Regions from separate parts of the Hordeum vulgare genome. Here region 2 is linked to region 1. A link is a contact called in public Hi-C data. All regions are on one chromosome and are shown on one strand. The core of a region is the stretch at or near the end of the contact, and the rest is flanking DNA. Distances in the headings are between cores, read along the strand shown. Region 1 holds the start of LOC123425359. Region 2 holds the start of LOC123425364 (acidic leucine-rich nuclear phosphoprotein 32-related protein 1).

Region 1 (5,218 bases), core at 869-3,368:
AGCTCCACAAAACGGCGGTGTCGGCAATGGATAATGCGGCGAAGCTGCTCGTTAACTGAAACAACTTGGCCTTCATTCATGTTGTCATTGAGGTAGTTGTCGCCGTGGAAAGAGACAAGACTGGCAGCTTGCTCCGCCCCATCGACCATGGCAGTTCACAGCGCACCGTACCGCCGTTCCTTGATCTCTCCATAGCCGTCCAATTAAGACGAACTCCATGTACAATAGGACGCGGCTTGGGAGCAAGCGAAGACAACGATGAGCTTGTTCTTTTAGCATGCTCGGTTTTAAAAAAAGGGGCCGAAGGCTCTTTTTTTAAAACAAAGAAAATACCATAGTATTGAAAAAGTATAATATTAATACCATGGTTTTTAGTGGTTATCAAACAACTCAAAGTAATTAAAACCATGATAATCCTAAAAATTGTGGCGGCCACGACGTTATCCTTGTGGTGAACTTGTGTCCTCGGGCTCCGCCGTTGCGATGACGTCTGCTCCAACGTCAGCGCGGAGCTTGAGAGGTAGTCCAGGAACGGATGCAGATTATGGTCTGCACCGACGACATCTGGAAGACGAAATATGTGTTGGGTTCGTGGTTGATGGATGACAGGCATGGTTTCCTCTTTCGACGTCTTAGTCGTGGAAAAGTGTCAGATCTGAAGTTCGATGGCGTGTTCAGTGTGTTGCCCCAGTCTGATTCGTTCAACGGCAATGGTTTCATCTTTGATAAGTCACTTTGAAGGTCCTCAAAGTTGTATATCAACGATGGAGCCTCATCGAGTTCGGGTAAAAAAGTGATCCGTCCTTATTTTCTTTGGTGGTTGTTGTGGTGGTGTCACGGACAAGCGACAAACGTTGGTGTCAAGCTCAACGATGTTTTGATATCTTCTTAGTTTCATCATGTCGGTTTTTACATGATTTGTAATTTGATCTTTATGATATACTCCCTTCGTTCCTAAATATAAGTCTTTGTAGAGATTTCACTAGTGGAGTACATACAGATGTATATAGACATACTTTAGAATGTACATTCAATCATTTTGCTCCGTATGTAGACATCTAATAAAATCGCTTAAAAGACTTATATTTAGGAACGGAGGGAGTAAATAAGACACGAGTTACCATGCAAAAAAATAATTAAAACTGTAATAATCCTAGAAAGTGTAGTATTTTCAGAATACTTAAAAGATACAGAGCTACCAAACAGGGCCTAAACATAAAAATAATTTGCCACCCTCACGATAACATAATTTGTCCTTAAATACATTTGTTTATTTTTGCGATGGAGAAACACTTGATTTTCCATGACTAAAGAAATCTTATGTCAGATTCTTTAGCATTTCCAAATGAAAAAAGGGCAAATTGTGGTTGGCTGGGCCTCTATGGGCCAGACCGCCCTGGTTTCTGCCGGAAGGTTCGTGACGAACAATCCAAAAACCCGTATTTCTCCACGGCAAGGAAGCAGCCAGTAGAGCATCGCCGTTTGTCACCCGAAAGCTGTATTGATACAGTGTACCTATCCCAAAGTCCTTCCGGTCGCACTCCGTCCCCTTCAGCATTTCGCCATTATCTGAAGCCACCACATGCTGACATGCATAGCCCTGACTCGCCGCGTAGCGCTAGATATTTTAGTAGTAATCGTTCCTGAAAAACAGTTTCCTTCCTTCCAATGTCCGAGGAGTTAAAACTGAATATACATACACGCAAGTCCAGCAATCTGAAGACCAAGAACGAGAAATGATTTAAACATACCAAGTTACCAAATCCAGTGATAATAAACCTCGATTGAAAGTGATTTCGGATAGTTTGAGATGTTACCTGACATGGGTTCACTCCATGGACAAGAAAAGCAAGAAACCGTGCACCACGCACGATGAATCTTCCTAGGCCCGCCTCGTAAAAATCCAGCGACACATGTCACACACACACTTGTGATACACAGCTCTTATCCAAACCGGAACACGACAACTCTATCCGCATGGCTGGTTAGATGTTGCATTTGGACGATAGTTCAAAAATTAGCGTGTAATATATCGAGCATTTTTTTCTTCTGATTTTTAGTAATAAAAGAGCTAATGTTTCTATGGACCAATCTAATTTTTTTTCTCGCTTCTCCTTTTTCCTTCTGTAGTCTGTGCCACGCAGCAGCACTGACGAAGGTCGTAAACCTGGAGGAGTGAAGCACAGAACGGAGTGAACCGACGCGCGCGCACCACCGTTTACAGTTAGCCAACGAATCTCTGCCAATCGCCATGCTCGCCTACCTCCTCCACGCGCCCGCCGCCGCCGCCGCGGCGCCCAGCCCGCTCGCCCTCCGCGGGCCGCTGGCGGCCGCGTCCAAGACCCCCTTCCTGCCCCCCTCCGTCGCCCGCCCGCACAGGCGCGCCGCCGCGGCGGCCGGCGCCTTCTCCGCCGGCGCCGTGGGCCCCATCGCGGCCTCGCTGCTCGAGGGGCCCGTGCTGCTCTGGGCCGGCCGCCTCTGCGTCTACTACGCGCTCATCCACATCGGGCTCGCGGGATCCCCGCGCAGCCCCTTCCTCTCCCACGGTAATAGCATCTCGCGCGCGCGCCCCGCGAATGATGGGATGATTCGTGCGGTTCGGTTCGGAAAGGGAAATGGGTTTTTTGATCTTGGTGTGGTGTTGCAGAGATTCGGGGCGAGGACGGCGCCGGGGACAGCGACCTAGGGTTCTCCAAGTGGGCCGACAAGCTCCGCGGCGGCGCACCAGGTATCCGTGGTGTGGATTCAAATGTTATCGACGATGATATGATCTTTTGTGCACCGCTGCTCATGCTGCGTTTAGTGGAGTGGAATGTGAATACTGTGAGCTGCGAACGGTACAGTTTGGTATCCTGGCTAGTGGGTCTGGGGTGGATTGTGGATAAGGAAGGATATATTCTATCTAGAATCTGTTGGAGTGAGCTTTCTGCTCGCTACCACGGATCAAAGCACATGGTGATAAACAGCTTTTCATCTCTGGATGAGGTTTGGTCAAACTGGGGCTGAAAAGGTGGAAGCATTTTGTGTGTGGGTGCTCCTACTCTAAGGGTTATGACATGAGGGGATTGTGGGGAAATTTTGTTTGGGATATAGGTAGAAAAAGGCGACGAACTTGCAACTCTGCCATGCCTCATGTTCGTCAGGGTTTGTTTGCTGTTGACAGGAGAATCAGAATGCCTCACGATAGGAGATTGCTACTATCATGGAACAGAAACATGCTCGTCAGGGTTTGTTTGCTTTTGACATGAGAATCAGAATGTTCACCTGTTTGTGGATTGTTTGTATTACTTAGATGTGTGGCTCTAAGGCGTATTTTGGTTGTCAAATTCAAGCTTTGACCAACAATTAAAGATGGGGGATACCGCTATTCATGCATGGATGGACGAGTGACCCCGCTGACAACATCAGTAGATGACTTCTCTCGCGGGTAGTAGTCGACCTTTGTTAAGCTTCGCCAGAAGTATCTTTCTTATGATTGTGATTTTGTAACTATTGATAAAACATCGTTAAAAGTTGAAACAAAGTTACAGTCAAAGCTATAATTGGTAAGTCAAGTATGCCTTGTCTATCCGGACAGAGGGAGTACTGTGCAAGGAACTCTCAAACTGGGAAGAGTACTACATGGAGGATTTGTGGTCTTGATAGTTTTCTTGGCTCTGTTTTTTAGTACTTCTCAGTTTTGTCACTATATTTTTCTTAGTATCTCTTGTGTGTATGGTATGGAGGATACTGACAATCGCTTGTTTTTCTTCTTCACGTTGACATATCTAAATTCCAGTGCTTATATCTCTGTATAAATACTTTTCCAAAACTGTAGTAATTATGATTCCAATTTCTTTGCTTCTTTTTTGTGATACACATTTAACTATCGAAAGGACCTAAGAACCCATTTTTGGTGTCGAACCTCACCTTACGGGGATCAACCTGTTTCTTTTTCTTGATATAATACAGCCTACTGGTAACATGGTTAACCTTTCAGGCTTCATGTGTTAAATGCTACTCCATCTGTAATCTAATACTCCCTCCGTCCCAAAATTCTTGTCTTAGGTTTGTCTAGAAATGGATGTATCAAAATACTATAACATGACTAGATACATTCATATCTAGACAAATCTAAGACAAGAATTTTGGGTCGGAGGGAGTATAAGATGATTTAGATCAGATCTAAAACATCTTATAGTATTAGTTTACAGAGGGAGTATTCCGTTGTTTCTGTATCGAGGACGCAGGAGACAACGCATACCCAAATGGTTTGACAAGTGATTCACAAGGAAGCATCATGATTTTGGTGAACACCAGAATGTTGGATCCAGTACAGTAGATATGTGTCTTTGATGCCTTTATGGGGACAAGAATCTTGAAAATATTGTAGAAGATGTGTAATTCTAGTTCATTGCCCATTATATATGGTTTCATACATGAAGCTGATGCATGCTCTTGTTATTCAGGTGACAAAGAAGGCCAGGATAAATGGAAGCTCGTCAGCAAATGGAAACCCACGACCAAAGGCACACTCAAGAGGATGTACCGAGTTCCTTCGAAGGAAGAAGGTCGCCGAATTCTTAAAGAAATTGCTTTGGTTCTATCTGAAGATGACAATTTTGTGGATGCTTCCACTCACAAGGTGATTTCATTCTTCAGCCAGGAGAAATACATTTCTCTAGCTGTTTTGTCTGCTTCGCATCTCACAAACTGAGATGTTATCTTGTTATTCTTCTAAAATCCGTGCTCTGTTAACTGAATGTCTCAACTTTCAATCAGGGTTGTCAAATCAGGAGGGAGAGTGCGCATGGAGAGAGCGTATGCTGCTACAATGTAAGAGCTTTGTTTGATGAGCTCCCTGGCCCTCACCTAGTTCTGGAGATTACGCCTTTTCCTGTTGGAACCCTTACTGAGAATGACTACCGCAAGGCCGAGAGGCTTGAAATGGTGCTGAGGATGAGTGCCTCCCTTTAAACCTGAAGAGCCATTTTCCACTTCCACCTCATAACTCCTTTTTGCCCAGATTGTAAATTGTCTACCATTGGGTCTGTAAATTGATGTTGTGTTGCTAAAAGCTCCCCTTTAAACCCGAGTTCTGCTCAGCATTTTGAGATATTTGAGGCCAGAACTCTTTTTCTTTTGTACTCACAGGCCTTCCTTATTGAGGGAGGCATACTGAATTTCCATTTGCTAGTATCTGATATGCAGGCGATTTATTCCTAGATTTCACCTTCTG
Region 2 (5,218 bases), core at 752-3,251, 440 kb before region 1:
GCTTCTACTAGTGCTCGAAGAGCCGCTGCTCCATCCCGACCCTAGCTCAGCAGATCCCCCGTTAAGGCAGGTGCTTCACCGGCTACAAAGGGAGGGACCACGCGCTCCCTCGTCTTCCTCTAAGGAGGAACCACCGAGAAGGCCGGGTGGCCGCGGTCGCGGGCGCGATCCTGCGTGACCAAGGTGTGGCGCTGCCCGGCCAGGCGCGGGAGTCAGCGGCGAGGCCACGACGCGACGCCGACAGCGAGGACGAGCGCAGCCACGGTCTGGCGCGGGCGTGGGCGGGCGCGGTCGGCCACTACTTAGCGCGGGTGAGCGCGGCCGGGTGCAACCACAACCTGGCGGACGTGTGCGACGTGGGCGGCGGCCGGGCGCGAGCACGGTGCAGAAGAACTTCTCTCCCGACGCTGTGAGGAACCGCCGTCTCGCCCTTTCGTGTCTCTCTCGCGGTAGAGATTACGTGGTGATAACGTATTTGAGATCAAAAATCTGTCTATTAATGATGAAATATTACATATTTATAGTTTTCGAAGGGACGCATCCGAAGGGACACGACGGTTACAAGAGTTGCATCTCTTTGTATGACGCTTTGGTAAGTGGAGATTTAACCCTTAATTAAGGGGAAAAGATTACCTTCCACCGGCTGATCCCCGCGATCCATCCGCCGTCCGCTTGCCCGTTGGATCTCACTCTAATCTCGAACCGTTTTCTGAAACTGGATCGTTGTTTTAGGAAACGGTCATGAAGCTGAGCTCCTCACATTTCCACCCCGCGCCTCCGCCTTGGCCCTGTCGACTTCGCCCGCCGCCTACCTGTTGCCGCTCAGCCTCGCCGAAGCTGCCGCCGTTGCCATGGCCTTCCCCGCCCTGCTCCCGACCCGTCGGCGAGCTCCCGCGACCAGGGGGCAGCCGCCTCGCCTCACGCGGCCAGGGGGCAGCCGCCCGTCGCCCCACGCCGCCGCATCTCAGCCCGCTCGCGGCTCCGCCGCAGCCCCTCTCGGCCACGCTGACGAGCTCCCGCAACCAAGGGGCGGCCGCCTCGCCGCCCGTAGCGCCGCCGCATCCCAGCCTGCTGCAAAAGTTTTGTGAAACATGACCTTTGTTGCAATTTTTTTTTCCGCAACAATACCTATGTTTGCAGAAAGACGAAGATTTTTTTCCTGAAACAAGCAATTGTTTCTGAAACTCGACCGTTGTTTCAGGAATTAATGTGTCCAAAGTTTATTTTTTGCAATAAAACGATTTTTCTGCAACTGGAGCGTCGTTTCAGGAATTAAGTCCAGGAACAGATTACGCGCGAGATCGAACGGCTGTCCAGGTGACGGATGTTTAGTAAATATCTATCGATGGATGCGTAGCAGCCCCCTTAATTAAAACGTGTTAATTAAGTCTTAATATAAGCCAAACCCTGGTGTAAATCAAACGCGTGCCAACCCGAGTCGCCTCCGACCCCAATGCCAGCGTGCACTGTCCTCTGCAATCGGGAAGGGTAGGCACCACGAAAACTCCCACCGATCCGACGGCCCGCATCCGCCACCTCTCAATCAGACGGCCCGTACCCGCTCACGCAAAACACAATAACACCTATCGACTTCAAACCCGGACCCACATCCCTATTCCCAATCTGTCAGCGACCTACCCACATACAACCAAGCGTAGCCACACGGCACCGCGTGCATAATTAAGCAGTAATATCTCGCCCTTAAGAGAAAACGATTTTGGAAAACCAGAAAAAGATGCTCTCGGCATCAGCCAAGCCCACCACGCCTCTCCGCTCCCCCGCTCCTCTCAAAGGAAGCACACGCCCCTGGGATGACGCCACGTCAGCGATCCGCGCCGCGCGATCCAAGCGCCCCCATTGGCCGCTCATATAAGCCGCACCCGCCGTCCCTACGCCGAGTCCACAGCGCGACGCGTGAGCCGCCCCCTTCTTCCTCCAATGGCGAGGTAAACACCCCTCCCACGTATAAATCACTGTATTTCAAATAGCCTCCCCAACCAAAACGCCCCCGATTTTTTTATTTATTTGATTTCGGGGAGGCGAGGGGAGAGATAGAGAGATGGACGAGGCGTGGGAGAGGGCGGTGGAGGCGGCGCTGCACACCGCCGGCGAGGGGAGCTCGTCGCCGGCGAGGAGCCTGACCCTCGACGGCGCCGTCAAGTGCATGCACGGGCGCTTGCCGGCGGCGGAGATACTGGAGCGCCACCAGAGCCTGGAGCACCTCTCGATCGCCGGCGTCGGGGTCGCGTCGCTCGCGGGGTTCCCCCGCCTGCGGAACCTCACGCGCCTGACGCTCTCCGACAACCGCATCGCCGGCGGCCTCGAGCACCTCGTCGAGGCGGGTCTCGCCTCGCTGCGCGACCTCGACCTCAGCAACAATCGCATCCAAGATGTGGACGACCTTGCGCCGCTCGCCCGCCTCCGCCTCGTCTCGCTCGACCTCTACGAGTGCCCCGTCACGCGGGTCAAGGACTACAGATCCAGAGTGTTCGGGTTGATCCGGACTCTCAAGTACCTCGACAAGATGGACGCCGACGAGAACGAGCGCCCGGAGTCGGACGACGACGACGACGATGCGGACGGCGAAGGCGAAGGCGATGCCGAGGAGGAAGATGATGATGAGGACGACGATGACGAGGATCCTGGAAGCGGCGAGGTGGCAAACGGGGGCGTCACCCACTCGCGAGGTAGCGTGGCACCGCGCCCGGTGGAGGTGAATGGGGTGATCCATGTGGATGAGGACGAGAGCGAGGCCGACGAGGTCGTGCCCAATGGGGAAGCCGAGCACCACCACAGGGCCAACGGGTTCAGGGTCGCAGCGGTTGGGGTAGCCCCTGACGAGGATGATGAAGACGTGGAGGATGACGACGATGATGCAGAGGAAGAGTATGAGGAGGAGGATGATTTGGGAGAGGAGATCGATGAGGAGGTTGATGAAGATGACACTGTTGTTGAGGTACTTGATGTGCCCAGTAGTGATGATGAGGAGGATGGCATCGATGAGGACGATGATGATGAGGAAGAGGAGGTTGAGGATGATGGTGAGGAGGCTGAGCCAGAGAGTAGTGGGAGGGTTGCTGTGGCGGTGGGGGGTGTTGGAGAAGAGATTGATGGACATGAACAAGGTGAAGGTGACGATGAGGATGAGAATGGTGAGATTGGAGAGGAAGATGAGGAAAGATTGGAGGATAGTAGGGTTTATGAGGATGGCAACGATGATGACGATGCTGATGATGAGGTATAATACAATTTCTTGCTAGCCTTTGAAGTGCTTTACCTTATTGCAATTTCTGCATGTTCAGTTTGTGGGTGATTGTTCTAGTCATATTGTTTAGCAAGATAACTATTGACCACCCTACTATACTGCAGGTATATTTGAACTGTGGCTAGTTTTTCAGTTAGGAGATTTACCAGTTCATGCATTAGTTATGTGTGCTTGTTAATTTTCCTGATTACGCGGGCAACGCATACTACCAAAGTAGAGTACTTCATATGTCAGATCCACACTTGAAATCTCGTTTCTTTTTGTGGTTGGTTAGGTGAACACCTTGGGTATAAAGTATATTGTGGAAAAGTAAATTTAACGAAATTTGCTCATATGGAGATTTAAGGCAATCATGCTCCCAGTATATTGCTCTCCACCCTCAAAATGATCAGGAGTGTGCCAAAATGATTATGGCAGATCTTGTATTTAGAAGCTCGGGGATTCTTATTTCTTGATATTTTTGGAAATAGATTTAGTTCCTCAGGTTGTTGACCCTAAAACTTTACATATTTGAATGTTAAAATTAGTGACTTTCTAGTTTGTGCTTCTAATATACTTCCTCTGTGAACTGATGTTTATTTTACTAAAATAGTGTTTTAAATGCTCTGATATTAGTTTATGGAGGGAGTATTTGTTACAATTTGGGAATAATCGAAGATTTGGATATATCAGTTATGCATGCCGTTCCCTATGTTTGACCTTATATCATATCCATCTACTTGTACATCATATCTTCCTTAGTTCTTAACATCTTAGTGCTTCTAGTACATCATGTATTGATTTGTGGGCTTAGACTGTTGTATCACCTGATGCATGTTGTAGCAAGATGGAACTCCCCTCATATTTGTTTCTTCTACAAATTTTCCTTGCAAAATAGCTTTGGTAATGACAATTATTTGTTTATTACTCTTTTGCATATGTTTTTTAATCATGCACTCTTTTGCATAGGTTATATGCTAATTTGTTTCTTTTACTACTTAAGTTAAGTTATGCTTTATCTTCAGATTTATATCTCAACATATTATTTATTTGTTTTGTTCTGGTTATCCTGTTGATTTAGTTGCCAATTAACTGATTTTGTGTGCTAGAAGATTAGTTACCTTAAGCATGTCATGAACTTAAGCATTGTTTAAGCCTGTTGGTTTTTCATTTGCTCAGGATGAAGACACAGAATATCTTGTTCAACCAATTGTGACACCACAACCCATGGCCGTTGTAAGTCCAGGGGACTTTGATATCGCTGACCCTGATGATGTTGATGAAGACAGAGACGAGGTCGATGATGATGATGACGACGAGGGTGGCACAGACCAGCCGTCGTCCTCGCAGGGCACCAAGCGGAAGAGGGATGATGACCCATCAGGCAGCGGCAGCGACGATGAGGATGATGATACTGAAGACCCGAGGCCGTCCAAGCGCCAGTGACATTGTACATGATTCATCCCCTTCCTCGCCCCTTCTTCTCAGGTAGAAAGAAGTAATCAGGAGCAGCAGCAGCAAAACAGAAATGGTGGGTTTCCCCCTGTTTTCCTTAGCCGTTTTTCTTGTAAAGACTTTGGTTTGGGGAGGGCTTCACCCTCCTTTTTAAAACAGCAGATTTTAGGAGGGAAAATGGAGTTGTAGTAGTCAGCGAACCAGCTTCCCTCTTCGCCTGCACCCTTGCTGAGTTTTCCCTCCATAATTTGAAATGGTAGTTACAACACCCCTGGGGGGTTTCCCTCCTTCCTTTGAAATTCCTGTTACATTGTCAGCATTGTCAGGTTTCCCTCCAAGAAAAAGCCCGGGAACTGCCCCCCTTTGAAACGCCCCTAATAGCCGTTGCCTGCATTTGAAAATTTTATACTTTGCCCTGGTTGAAGTGTCTGTCTGTGCTGTGTGCTTCTTACTGATGATGACCGGCCGCTGGCTCTGCCTGCCGGCGGCTCTGCACGGGCGCTACGTGCTTTGAGATAG

The links. A called contact is a pair of places that touch in the nucleus more often than the background predicts.
Region 2: a Hi-C map of seedling shows a contact between it and region 1, with 7 times the contacts expected there. The contact joins the promoter of LOC123425364 here to the promoter of LOC123425359 in region 1. A contact is called at or near these places in 4 of 6 Hi-C or Micro-C datasets (leaf and seedling) and 1 of 1 datasets of contacts at active chromatin or transcription factors (embryo).

Annotation. Positions count from the first base shown.
Region 1 is chr2H:104,054,283-104,059,500 of MorexV3_pseudomolecules_assembly, reverse strand. LOC123425359 reads left to right here and starts at 2,118. Exons shown (of 4, transcript XM_045109048.1): 1 at 2,118-2,546; 2 at 2,648-2,728; 3 at 4,449-4,624; 4 at 4,762-5,204. The coding sequence starts at 2,252. The coding sequence ends at 4,956.
Region 2 is chr2H:104,493,063-104,498,280 of MorexV3_pseudomolecules_assembly, reverse strand. LOC123425364 (acidic leucine-rich nuclear phosphoprotein 32-related protein 1) reads left to right here and starts at 2,001. Exons shown (of 2, transcript XM_045109051.1): 1 at 2,001-3,238; 2 at 4,424-5,068. The coding sequence starts at 2,060. The coding sequence ends at 4,690.